Regions from separate parts of the Zea mays genome. Here region 1 is linked to region 2. The links are chromatin contacts, called in public Hi-C maps. All regions are on one chromosome and are shown on one strand. The core of a region is the stretch at or near the end of the contact, and the rest is flanking DNA. Distances in the headings are between cores, read along the strand shown.

The links. Hi-C and Micro-C count contacts between places; a contact is called where the count stands out from the background.
Region 1: a Hi-C map of leaf shows a contact between it and region 2, with 5 times the contacts expected there. The contact joins two enhancer-like sites. A contact is called at or near these places in 5 of 25 Hi-C or Micro-C datasets (bundle sheath, ear and leaf).

What each region holds. Positions count from the first base shown.
Region 1 is chr10:114,319,687-114,326,575 of Zm-B73-REFERENCE-NAM-5.0, reverse strand. No RefSeq gene overlaps it. Among protein-coding and RNA genes, the nearest start is that of LOC100276120, 47 kb to the right of the region's middle. Within about 2 kb of position 2,110, at least 4 of the 20 cell types and tissues checked have an H3K27ac peak or open chromatin away from gene starts, as enhancers often do. A contact at or near this core is called in leaf, where this site is marked.
Region 2 is chr10:114,193,498-114,199,681 of Zm-B73-REFERENCE-NAM-5.0, reverse strand. No RefSeq gene overlaps it. Among protein-coding and RNA genes, the nearest start is that of LOC542550, 12 kb to the right of the region's middle. Within about 2 kb of position 4,926, at least 18 of the 20 cell types and tissues checked have an H3K27ac peak or open chromatin away from gene starts, as enhancers often do. A contact at or near this core is called in leaf, where this site is marked.

The DNA.
Region 1 (6,889 bases), core at 861-3,360, 130 kb before region 2:
AATGATGGAGGTACTGGCTAGGGGCATCGGTCGGTAGTTGGGTACTTGGGTTAGGTGAACCAGCGTGGTGAATAATTGAAGAAGGAACAAGAAAAGAACCAGCGACCTGATGAGTGATGATTGGTGAAGATTGAAGAAGCAGCCGACGTCTGGCTCGGCCGCTGCCTCGGGCACCACCAGTCCACCACGCGCCACCGAGGACGAGGGACTGGATAACTAGAACAATGGAGAAAGGTGTCTTGCGGTGGCGGGTGGCGGCTAGCTACTTCTAGGTTTTGCAGCGTCGCGCCTTACCGCCTGGGCACTTTGGCAGCTTGGCTAATTGGCTTGGTGTGCGGACGTGCTGTGTTGACTTTGTGGGATCATCAGATCATGGGCCATGGCAATATGGCATGTGCACGTGATCATGTCCAGTCCAAGCCCAAGGCCCACTTCTCCACTCCACCAGATGACCAGACGGCCAGACCGGAGACCGGCACAGTGTGCAGTACTAATATGGGTACTTCGGGTACCGGGTGCTACTACCCGAAATACCCAAACTAATTTTGGGTAATAGCATTTACTATCCGGATTAGACTTCGGGTACCACGGGTTCGGGTATTTCGGGTCCGGGTCTAGGTTTTTCGGGTTCGGGTATCGGGTAGCGGGTAATATGCCCAGTCTTATTTACAGATCCCTTGAATCTATATCATCTTTTAGGGACTTGGATTTTCTGGCTAGCCACGGGTCCACTGTGATGTTATTCGACATCCACACTCGTCTCGTGTGCTATGAACTTACTGTAACCACTTGTTGGTAAACCTCTTTCTGTGTGTTTTACCCAAGATGGTGCATCTGATTTTGTTTGGGTAAAATCGAGTATTTACCGCTCGCTCAACAGACTCAGATAGTACAATGTCATCAGAAAAAGCAATCTGCACACATGGAACCTTATGTGTTCCTCTTGCAGACATCATCTCTAACGGTGGACATTTCTAAATTAGCCTAAGGCAATATATGTTATGTCCACTTGAGAAACCACATTCTGAGGCATTCGCCTTCGCTTCGGATTGTCTTAATGTTACCGCTGATATGGATATGGGTTACATGCTTCTCTTTAAAAGTCTTTCGCTCCGAATCCCGGGACGAGATTCTTTTAAGGGGGGAGGGCTGTAACACCCTAGGTGTTTATATTCCGCTCGACAACGAGTACGGATTTAAGCACGTGATATCAGTGAATAAGACGGACACTAAGGTCTAATTATTTTCATCTATCGCGGTTTTAATATCGCATCTATTTCGTCTGTCGCAAGTGCGACGTCGTTTTTATTTTTATCTATCCGGGCTTGTCCTCAATTTTCGTAATATTCGGAACATCTTTGTTCCGAAAATCGGTGCGTCCGGTGATTATTTAAAATTCATCGCTCGCGCGAATCCGAATTCGGAAGCCCGACCCACTCTGATGATTTCTATCCCGACTAAATTTATTTAGTGCTCGACGAATAAAGTTTCGGAACAAATTATCAGAACGAGAATCAGTTTAATCCTATTTGTCTCATTTATCGTCACCAGTAAAATTTTGATCCGACTAATTAGACCACGCCCAAATCCTAATACTAAAACCCGGATGTCTGAAATTTCTTTCGTCAAAATAAACAAGATTTAGATGAATCCTATTTGGTTTCGATTAAATTGAACTGTATCACAGATACCGTCAACTCATTATGCATCGCTAATAATCTAACCGTTTGAAATATCTGTGACTCCAAATCGGGATCCGAAATATCTACGATTCTCTCTTAAAAAATGAAAACAGAAAAAAATCTAAAAAAAAATCTTCCATGGTGCCGTCTTCCTGCGATTTTCTTGAAGCTGCTCAGATCTTTATCCTTCACCGTCTAAGCTCTTCTTATCTCTTCATACGTAGCTTAGCTCTTCTTCTTATCTCTTGGTACGTAGCTTCTGCTTGATCTTCTCCAGCCTTCGAATTGTCTATGCTCGCTCAATCACAGGCCTGGCCTTATCTGCCGCTGCTCCTGATTTTTTTTCAGTCGGCGTCGTTATCCTGCGCCGCTCAACTCTGAGAAAATGAAATCCCACCGCCCAGCCTTTAGGGCATGTTCGGTTGTACCGGAATGAGCCAGGATTCATTCCAGTTCATCAAAATCTATATAAATTAGAGAAGTAATCCGGCTAGGAATTAATCCGGGGCTCCAATCCGGAACAACCGAACAGGACCATTCATCTCCTACGCGAGCTCGTGCTCCTTCCCAGCCCATCCCGCCGCTATCCATCTTTGAGGCTGCTTGCTCGCCCTCTGCGCACTGCTCCCTGCCGCGAGCCCCTGCTCCTGCGCGTCGCGCGTCCGGCCCCTGCTCGACCGCGCGTTCCCCTGCGCCCAGAAATTTTCTCTCTCCCTCGCGTCTTCATCTCTCTGCTAAGCACGGTTCCTTTGCTGCACGCCGTGGAGCTCCAGCTCGGTGTTTCCCAGCTCGTCAGCGCTCGGCTCCAGTCCTCCAATGGCGCGCGCTTCTTCCTCGCGCGAGCCCCTCTCTGCTCGGTCATGGCCGCCGTGCCGAGCTCGCCTCCGACCCCTGCTTGTCGCGTTCCTGCGCGCCGTCGCTTTGCTGCTCGCTTTGCGCGCGCGGTATTTTTTTTCAGCTCGCCGGAGCTCTCAGCTCCCTCGGTGCTCTCCTCTGCTCGACCGCGCTCAGCTGCAGCTCGTCGTGCCCTCGCTGCTCCCTGCTACTTGTTCTTCTCTACGCGACAGAGAGTTTTCTCGCCACGTTTGGATCTCGCCTGGTCACCGTCGTCGCTCTGCTCAGCGTTCTGCACCTCCTCTCGGCTCGGTCATGACATCGCCATCGTTCCTCAGCTCGCTGCGCGCTGAGCTCCCTTGTCGTAGTTTTCTACTTCCTTGTCGCGTGTGCAGCGTTTCATGGTCCTTCGTCGTGCCGAGTTCTCCTCTGCACGCAGTCGTGTCCTATTTTCTGCTCGCCAGCGTGTCCTCTTGGTTCGCTCGGCTTTAATTCCCAATCACATCGTCGACCTCATTCGTCGTCACGTCGTTCACCGTCGACCTCGCTTAGCTAGTCGACCATAGTCGCTGCCGCACGCGCTTGTCCCTAATGCCCATCGCGCGGTATTTAGCTCTCGCCGATTGGTTGTTCTTGTCCGCCGTTAATTCCGCTTCGCAGCTCGCCTGCTGTTGTGGTGCTGACATCCCACGACACTCATGTCGGTGCATCGTTGCCTGGCCGAGAGTTGTCGCCACTAGTTCGCTTTCGTCTAAATTACCACCGCGGATGCTTAGGTCTCTAGCCGCGCGTCTTTTCATCTTGCACGCATGATTTTGAAACTCTGCATATTCGTCGTCCTCTAGTCCCAGCCCGACCCATCCGTGCGTTCGCTTTTCATCCATCGAGTTTCGCGCGTGCTCGCGTTTACCGTCGAGTCGTGGAACCCATCATCCTCTGCTCAAACCCCACCTCACCAGCTCGCTTCTAACACGATCTCGTCATCAAGCTTCGCCTCAGCCCTAGCTCGTCAGTCACGCTCGCCAGATGTTCGATCAAGGACTTCAGCTGAATGTCGTCGTCGTTCAGGCAACTACCAAATCGAGTTGTGATGTGGTGAGCCGATTCGCTATTTTTACTATCGATTTTATGATCGTAAAATAAGACGCTACGTATGCGTATACGATTAAGTTAGCAATACCAGTAAGGCGAGGTATGCTTCGAGGAGTTTAGTTGCCGAATATATTCGAACTAGTTCTATTTTGTAGAATATAGTATTTCGGTGACGCGTAGGTTAAATTTAGTATTTTAAAATGTCTAGACAATAATATTGTTAGTATTACTATTGACGAATTATAATTGTTTGATAAAATTAAATTGGTTCTTGGGAAGCAAGGTGGTATAATTTATACAGCGGGGGATGAATTTAGCATTTAGCCAATTAGCTAATGAGTTGTGTTTAGGCTGATTATGTTTAATGTGTTGTTCGTAATGTTTACGTTAGGTTCGTTTAATCTAGAAAACCGTGATTATTGCGCTTAGTCGTACGTCGGTAACTAGTATTTCCATATAAACTTGTACAACGCTTCGCCGCTAGGTGTTTAATTCGCTATCGCGAACACTATTTAGGTTTGCGATATTCCTGTCTATATGCATTCATGTGCATAGTGCATTTCATTCAGGTATGTTAATTAATCGTGTGATGCGGAAGACGAGCCAAGTCGACCCCAAGCACGGGCTACTCCGCATAGTGAAGTTGATGGACCAACAAGAAGATGGTTAAATCAAGCAAGTGCTCGGTCGAGGGGCACTCGTCAAGCGGACATCATCTAACAAACACTAACGTAGTGTTTATTCCAGGCAAGCCCCGGTGCATGCAACCCCTTCCTTGTGTTTTTAAATAATTTTGGCACACTTTAAGTCTAGTGAAATGTGCATTAGGTTTATAGGAGTTGCTTGGAACCCTTTGATGCATTGCCTTCCTTGATATCCATACCTTTATAGATACTTCTGGTGAAGTATCAAAATCTAATTTACAAAAATGCTTAGCCCTGCTCAGATCTTGTGGATAGAGGTTGTCTTTTGCATTAAGGCCTAGCTCAGGGGTTATCCTGAGGAAAGATGACTTCTACCTACAAGAATATTTTCATTGAGAGCGTGGTGGGATCTTACTGCAAAGTTCCCTGTGATGCTCTTTTCATCCTAGGAACATAAACAATCCTAAGGATGGAAGTACTTAACTCGAGACTTGGGTTAGGAACAGGTGATGCTCCACCCAGGTTAATTAAGGATTGGATGCGTATGTAGGCCTGTTGATCAAGGACTATCTTAACTAGCCACATGCCCTGGAAATGGGACAGGGTAAGCTTGAACCCGGCTATTCCATACATGAAAAGACAATCGCGCACTGGGAGTGGAGAGATGGCGAGAGTGGCACGTACCCTCCTGGCAAAGGACCGCCTAAAAGGGGTGGTGTGCTCTCGGGTGGCGCAGACCTGTTCATGCAGTGGAGGATCCGTGGGAATGGTAGACATGCAAGGTTTACGAGAAACCTATGTCGTGTGGTTAGAGATCCTCAGCTGAGTAAATCGATTCGGATCGCCGTTATATCCCCGGAGAGTGGAGACTTGATCGCTGCCCTGCAACCTAAGTTAGGATGTGAACATTATGAATAAAAATGATGTTGTATGGATGAGATGGTGAAATTAGACTAGATGCAAACAGAGTCTATTAATATTTAATCTGGCGTTAAAACATTGAAAGTAAGGATTCACTTTAGTAAGCTATTTCTGCAAAAGTATCAAGTTGATTCTTGCTAAAGCCTCTCCTTGATTCCCAAATCCAGCATACCCTTGAAAGTCTTTTCTTTAGTCGGGTAAGTCTTGCTGAGTAATTCCATACTCAGGGTTTTATTCCCTGTTGTTTTTCAGGTTATAGTTTTGTGCTGCTGTGAATGGTGCTAAGTGCCGGTGGGCTCGGCCTTCTTATAGAAGTATACCTCGTCTTTATCTTCTTACTGAGGATGGTCAGTTGAGCTAGCATATATTTCAAACTTATACTTTTGTAATCACTCCGATAAAATAATATAAAAAATTTGTAACTTGTAAAATTTGGTAATAAGATTTCTGCTGCAAAAATATTGGTGTGTGTGATTTGTGTTACTTAATCCCGCAGTTCTGGTTGAAAGTGGTTTATCCGATGTCCTTGGGGCAATCGGACAGATCCTATTGAGTTATCTGGTGCACATGCATGGCCGTCTGAGTTCTTTGAGACAAGGACAGGTGCATGTGGGCCCAATAACTTGGGAGGTTCTGCCACAGTTGCTCAACATATACCTCTTCCTTGATAGGACCATTGAGGAAGTCACTCTTCACGTCCATTTGATATAGCTTAAAGCCATGGTAAGTAGCATAGGCAAGTAATATACAAATTGACTCACACTCTGGTGATAATAATGATGATTTAATTTCTCTCTTTGCCAACCTTACCATGGACCAAAAGAAAAAATTAAATGAACTAATAGAAACCATTAACAAGAAGGATGATCTTTTGGAATGCCAAGAGGACTTGCTCATTAAAGAAAATAAAAAATTTGTTAAGTTAAAAAATGCTTATGCTCTAGAAGTAGAAAAATGTGAAAACTTAACAAAGGATCTTAGCGTGTGCAATGATTCTATTTCCTATCTTAGAGATGAGAATGCTATTTTAAATGCTAAGGTAGAAGAATTAAATACTTGCAAACCCTCTACATCTACTGTGGAGCATGTTTCCATTTGCACTAGATGTAGGATATTAATGTAGAAGCTATTGATGATCACCTTGCTATGATTAAACAACAAAATGATCACATAGCTAAATTAACTACAAAAATCAATGAGGATGAACTTGAAAATGAAAAATTTAAGTTTGCTAGAAGCATGTTCTATAATGGGAGACGCCCTGGCATTAAGGATGACATTGGTTTCCAACATGGGAGCAATGCCAAGCTTAATGCCCCTAAAAGATTGTCTAATTTTGTTAAGTGTAAGGCTCCCATGGTTCAGGATAGTGAGGGCTATATTTTATATCCTGCTAACTATCCTGAGCACAAAATTAGGAAGATTCATGCTAGGAAACCTCATAATATTTCACACCATGCATTCATGTATAAAAATGAGGCTTCTAGCTCTAGGCAATCAACTCATGTTAAATTGCCTAAAAAGAAAACTCCTGCTGCATCAAATGAACCTAACATTTCATTTAAAACTTTTGATGCTTCCTATGTGTTTACTAACAAATCAGGCAAAGTAGTTGCCAAATATGTTGGGGGCAAACACAAGAGCTCCAAGACTTGTGTTTGGGTACCCAAGGTGCTTGTTTCTAACGTCAAAGGACCCAAGATTGTTTAGGTACCT
Region 2 (6,184 bases), core at 3,677-6,176:
TGTGAAACACTTGTTTGCAACCATTTGGAACACTTGTTTGCAACCGTGATTGCAACACTTGTTTGTGAGACACAATGTCAGTTTTTATTTTGGACCTATATGTTGATGTAAAACACTTGTTTGCAACCATTTGGAACTATATGTCGTTATGTTAAATTTGTGAATGTGAATATTTATGTGAGTATATTTGTGATTGTGAATGTGAATACTTATGCGAATGTGTATATTTGTGATTGTGAATGTGTATATCTGCATGAAATCTGTTTTTGTTTTGTAAATGTTAGATTTTTTAAAAAACAGATTTTTGTGTAATTTCTGAAATTTATTATGTCCGACGGCCTGGCGCCAGCCGTCGGACATAAGGGCTGGTTATGTTCGACGGCTTTATATAAATTGTCGGAGATAAAAAACCCCTTATATCCGACGGCTGGCGCCAGGCCGTCGGACATAAGTCTGTGGGCCCCACCAACCGACCGGTAAAACGGTTGGCATTTACTATTTTCAACGGGTGGTGGCGGCCGTCAGAGATAGCTTATGTCCGACGACAGTTGTCGGACATAATCCTATTTTTGACGCCTTATCTCCGACGGCTTAAAACCGTCGGAGATAGGTTAATGCCGTCGGACATAAGCTATCTCCGACGGTTTAAAGCTTATGTCCGACGGCTTTGGCCGTCGAAAGTTGTTTCGTTTACTGTAGTGCATCGCCGAAGAGCACGTGAGCAGATAGCAAGGGGTGGCCGGTGGGCACGGAGCCGTCGTACCTCCAATTCATCTACGCCACCGATCTATGTCCTAGGTGTGGTGAAAGGTGTTCGCCTTGAGGCGTGGAATATGTCACACGACCTTCCCGGACGGGTAGCTGCCCTAGGCGATGGGAATTCCTTGCCGATCTCGGTGGGTGCCGCGAAGCTGCACCAAGTCCTAGGCGAACCCTTCGATGACCTCACTTCAGGTAAGAACCCTACCCGTTTACTCGCCGTTACATCTGCTACGTTATGCTCCGGTCTGCTCGGGTGATAGTGCTTGGTAGGGTCGGGTGGAGGCACGCTGGCGGGGCCTCCGCCGTGGGCGCTGGGGGAAAAATATCGGAGGTTGACGATAAACAAGATTATCGTATTTATCAGAATTTTATTGGTGATAGATAAATTTTTTCGGTACAAATTCGAAGGAAATGACTTATGGCATGTTTGGTTCGTGGCTAACTATGCCACACTTTGCCTAAGGTTAGTCGTTTGAATTGAATAACTAACATTAGACACAAAAGTTAGGCAAAGTGTGGCAAGTGAGGCTGCGATCCAAACATGCCTTTAGTTTGTTTAAATGTCATATAGATTATATTTAGACATTTAACAAATGAAAACAAAACAGACAACCCAATCAAGTAAATTTAGGGTTTTTAGTGTTCCGAAATAAAGTGAGAAGACATATAGATCAACTGACTTCTAATTTGAACATTTTACAGTGCCAATTCAAAAAATTTGAAAATTTCCACTGGTAGAGAAAAAATATCGGAGCTCACCGATAAACAGGAAAATTGGGTTTATCGGATATCATATCGCCGATAAAGTTTTCCCTGGCGCTGGGCACGCCACCGCGCCGCTCGGTCGGAAGGAGGAAAGCGATGTAGTAGTCGTTGATCTGCTATCAAACGGCTAGGATCAGATCATAGCATATCCAGAGACACCGAGCCGTTGATTTCTAGATCAGATCGCGTTTATTTAAAACCAGAACTGTCGGATCGGGATCTAGTGGCCAGGGTCGTGTACCGCTTCGGGATGAGTCCCATCTAATCTGAGCCCTTGATGCTAGATCGAGCGACTGATATAAACCTGTACCCCTTCGGCCAGCATATTTTGCATAAGAGTCCATGTACTCTATATACATAAACCCACCAAACCATAGCAGTTTAGAGATCCTTACGGACCAGTCCAAAATCTTTAGAAAAAGACCCTGAGTTTTAGAATAATATAAGCCGCCTTCTTGAGTTCTAAAATAATCCAGAAAATTATTTTTCAATGTAAAAAAAATAAATGTAAAAGCTTGTATAATTCATAACTTATGTGTTTTAACTCTGTTTTTAGTAGTTCTCGAACCTACGGTCTCGTAGCGACACGTAGAATATCCTTACACAGTTTTTTCTCATGTTTTGGTGTAATGTTATCATATTCATTATTTGTTTATTTGTATGTATTGCTACGAGTAGAAGCAAGATCACGAGAAACCTGACGATCAAATTGGAGAAGTACTTAGAGTTGCACCAAAAAGTCAAGTTGTGTCCTTGATCACTTTCTTTACCTAATAATAATTCTGTTAATCACCGTGGCACTATTAGGTTAAGCTAATGGGACCTAATAGGTTACCTAGTTTGTTTACCCTACACCTTGCAAACAAATGAATTATGTGATAGTCTTGCTATTGCTCTACCTGGTTTTGGGATTAATGCTATATATATGATTTATGATCCTGTTCCAATATGAATTATTATTGTTGGTTACTCTCATGTATGATAAGATAAATTTGTTTAATTGGAACATGGAGCGACCACCCAAGAAAATAGTGCTACCACAAGGGTGGAATGGGTCGCCCTTGGCTGATTAATTAGTAAAGCTAGTGTGAGTTAATCATTTCCCGAAATGGGCAAGCGGGGTGGAGAAGCACGCGACAACGGTCACCTGCAATGGTCAAATCCAATGGCTAGTGGACACCAGACTGTCCAGTGCCTACCACTGGACTATCCGATGTGCCGCAGAGAGCAACAACTTTTCTCCAACGGCTATATTTAAGTTGGGGCCTATATATACTTCTCTCAACTGGCTATTTGAAGGAGTGGGATCCCAAGCAACATATCAACACATGTTATAGACATTACCAAGTGCTCATACACCCAAGTGCTTAATAGAATCACTCGGTGATTAGCGTAGGTGCTTTGCGAAGTGCTTAGGTTAGTTAGACTGCTTATGCGCTTGCTCTAGGTTATTCCTAGTTAGTTGAGTGAATTTAGAAAAACCACAAAACTCCTCAGCTCTTGTGTGAGCCATTATAATTGTACCGAGTGAGGCGAGAGTCTTGCGAGACCGTGACAACCGAGTTTGTGTCACGGCCGCCAACATGGACCGGAGAGAATGAGGCCCACGACGTTTTGGCCGGAAGCTCGATAGTGGAGACGATGGGGATTGTCCGAGAGGAGCCGGAAGTGGAGCACAACTTGCGCGTGGAGAAGGCTCGTGGCTCCCTACGGAGTTACTCTTGCGTGGTGTTTGGCCCTCACGTGGGCTACCCTTTGCGTAGGGGCACCAACGAGGATTGTTCCGGACCTTGCGTGGTTCCGGATACCTCGGTAAAAATATCGACATCATACACAAGAGTTTTCTTTCTCTACTAGCTATCTTCTGTATTTACTCTCTCTACTTAAGTTACAATCTTTACTATTCTTAGTGTAGAATATATAGGATCCGAACTTAGGTTGCATAACTCCTTTTACAACAGAGATAGCAACACAAAGGAAAAATCTAATTTGCACATTCAAGATTGCTTATTTACATAGGTTTAGTTTTAGGGATTTATTTGTTGACTAGGTTAGATAAAAGTGTTTAGAAGTCCTAATTCACCCCCTCTTAGGCATCACAATTTCCTACATCGAGGATCGTTGTCATCATGTGATGTATTTATTTGACTATTTTGTACAGAACCCCTATTTTATAATAAAGATGTGACATTGATTTCTATACCATGAGTTATCATATGTGCGATACTTGATCATAACACACATTTGAGACACACCTAGATTTGCCCTTAAATCCAGATGTGACATACTAAACATAGGTTAAATAAATATCTAATTATAAAACTATGTGATATAATACAAATATTGTTGTTACTGTGTAGAAAAGTTTATTACGAAGCTAACACAATTTGAATGGACTAAAACAGAGTTAAGATGCAAAAGTTATGGGCTAATTTTAGGGTACTTTTAAATGTTTGTTTAGCACATAAAATAGAATCTAGGTGGTTTATTGCAAATACTAGGGACTTCAACGTGATTATTTTAAATAGAACATGGACGGTGGGTTGAATATGTAAAACATAGGGGCTCTTAATGAAAATGCCACGGTGAAGGGGTACAGGATAATCTGAGCCGTCCGATTAAAAACGGACCATCCAGATCATACTCCGAGAGCTATAAAGTGGTACACGATATCACCCGTTCGATTACAGATCAGCGCTCCAGATTTAAAACGCCGGGATCTAATCTCATACGTCCACCATTCGATCAACGGTCAGGATGAAGTGTGACCAAATGGGTATCTTGCATCTAATCGGGGTCGTTTATCAAGCAGCCAACAGCCATGGCCAAACCACCCACTTCACGACGGCCAGCGGCGGCGGTGCCCTATTAGCTGCGGCGGCACCATGGGCGGCCCTCACCCCCACCATGCTCTCGGTTGGCAAACTCCATTCCTGGTTCTACATGTAGAGGATACCAAGGCGAATTCCATGGAAGTGTTCGTACCCTAGATGAAGTAATGGCCGAGGCTCCTAGGTCTAGTCGCCAATACACCCAGGCGCGACCACCACGATCACTTCCGCGGGAACGCAGTGAGGCTCCTAGGTCTGGTACCGACATGGCTCTCGGTGCTTTCGTTTGGGCTCGATGTTTCTCCCATGTTTGACAGGGGTACGGGGATCACTATAAATAGCCTCGTTGCAGCTAGTTCCGAGGGCGGGCGATGGCTGCATCGGTTCTGGGATTGCCGATGGCAACATCGGATAATATTGCAACTAACCGAGAGAGGAGGTTCTGAGGACCCACCTCCACGTGCAAGTGGCATACGTCGAGATCACGCGCGATGAGGGGGTATGGCAAGGATGACGAGTGGACATGCACGACAGCAGCGTGCGTGCTGTGGCGTGGTTGAGAGGCATCCTATGATAGGTGGGCCCCACCTGTCGGCGCTGACGGCTTGCTGGGCTGGCGCTGTGAAGAAAGGGACCGGGACGAGGGAATTAGCCTAGCGCAAAGTTTTCTCTCTCTTTTTCTTTATTATATTCTCTTTTCTTTTTTCCTTTCTATTTTGTTTTCCATATTTCTAATTCAAATTTGGTTTTAAACTTCAAACTTAAATATAATTGCACAAACAAAAGAACTCAGCATGAATGCAAGGTATTTTCACATTAATTATTTTATCTATTTATTTGGCCATTGTTTTACATATGCCATGCACAAACATTATTTGCTTTAAAAGAAAATCTCTATTAAGAGATAACTAATTTAATTTAGAGAATAGATCCTAAAGATATAGTTTAATGAAGGAAATTTAATTCAAATAAGAATATTTTATATAATCTCTCATTTGAAAATGCATTTATTGAAGTCATGGAATGAGTTTTCCCATATTACCCAAAATAAGAATTTGGGTGCTACATACACACACTAGCGCGAGGACGTGGCATAGTATGTCGTGTCGCCGGTGCAGTCGAGGACTGGCGGGACATGTGTCTAGGACCTGTGCGACGCGTATGCGGTACGCTACTCATGGCGTTTAGTGGTTGAGCTTCAAAACCACCCAACACTACAAAGGTCTGGTTTCATCAAGTTTGGGACTGAAAACTCAGTGGTGCGGTTCAGGTGGGAATCGAAGGTGGCATATGGTGTCATCACGAAAGGTGCGTCGAGGCGAAGCAACTTCGTGTGGAACGTGTGGCCGTCAGATGCATATTTCAGGAGTTGGTCCATTTTGCCACTAGTTAAGTGGATGAGCTTTATGTATCTAAGGGTAATTTAGGCTAGTAAAATAACCTCCTATAAATAGGTGGGAGGGCTGTTGTGTGTAGCCATCTCTTTGGCTATTTTATTTAGCACTTGTTAGAAAACCCTAGTTTCCATTTCTTAAGTTGATCTGGTTTTTAGCCCCGAGATCCACAAGTGTTCTTGTTAACTCCACATCTATGTAACCTTGATTTTGAAAGAAAGGATGGCTGTAACAATCCATGATCCAGTGTTTGTTCATATTGTGTCTTCTTGATCTCGCTCGATTTTGAATCACTTTCTTCTCTCTCGACCCATCTCTTTGGATTTTGTGAGAATTGTTGATTTCATGAGTTGGGGATTGTTTTGGGGATTGCCTTGGAGTAAAGACAACTCTCTAGGCCAATGCAATCATCTGGTTTGAGCAGTTTGTGGT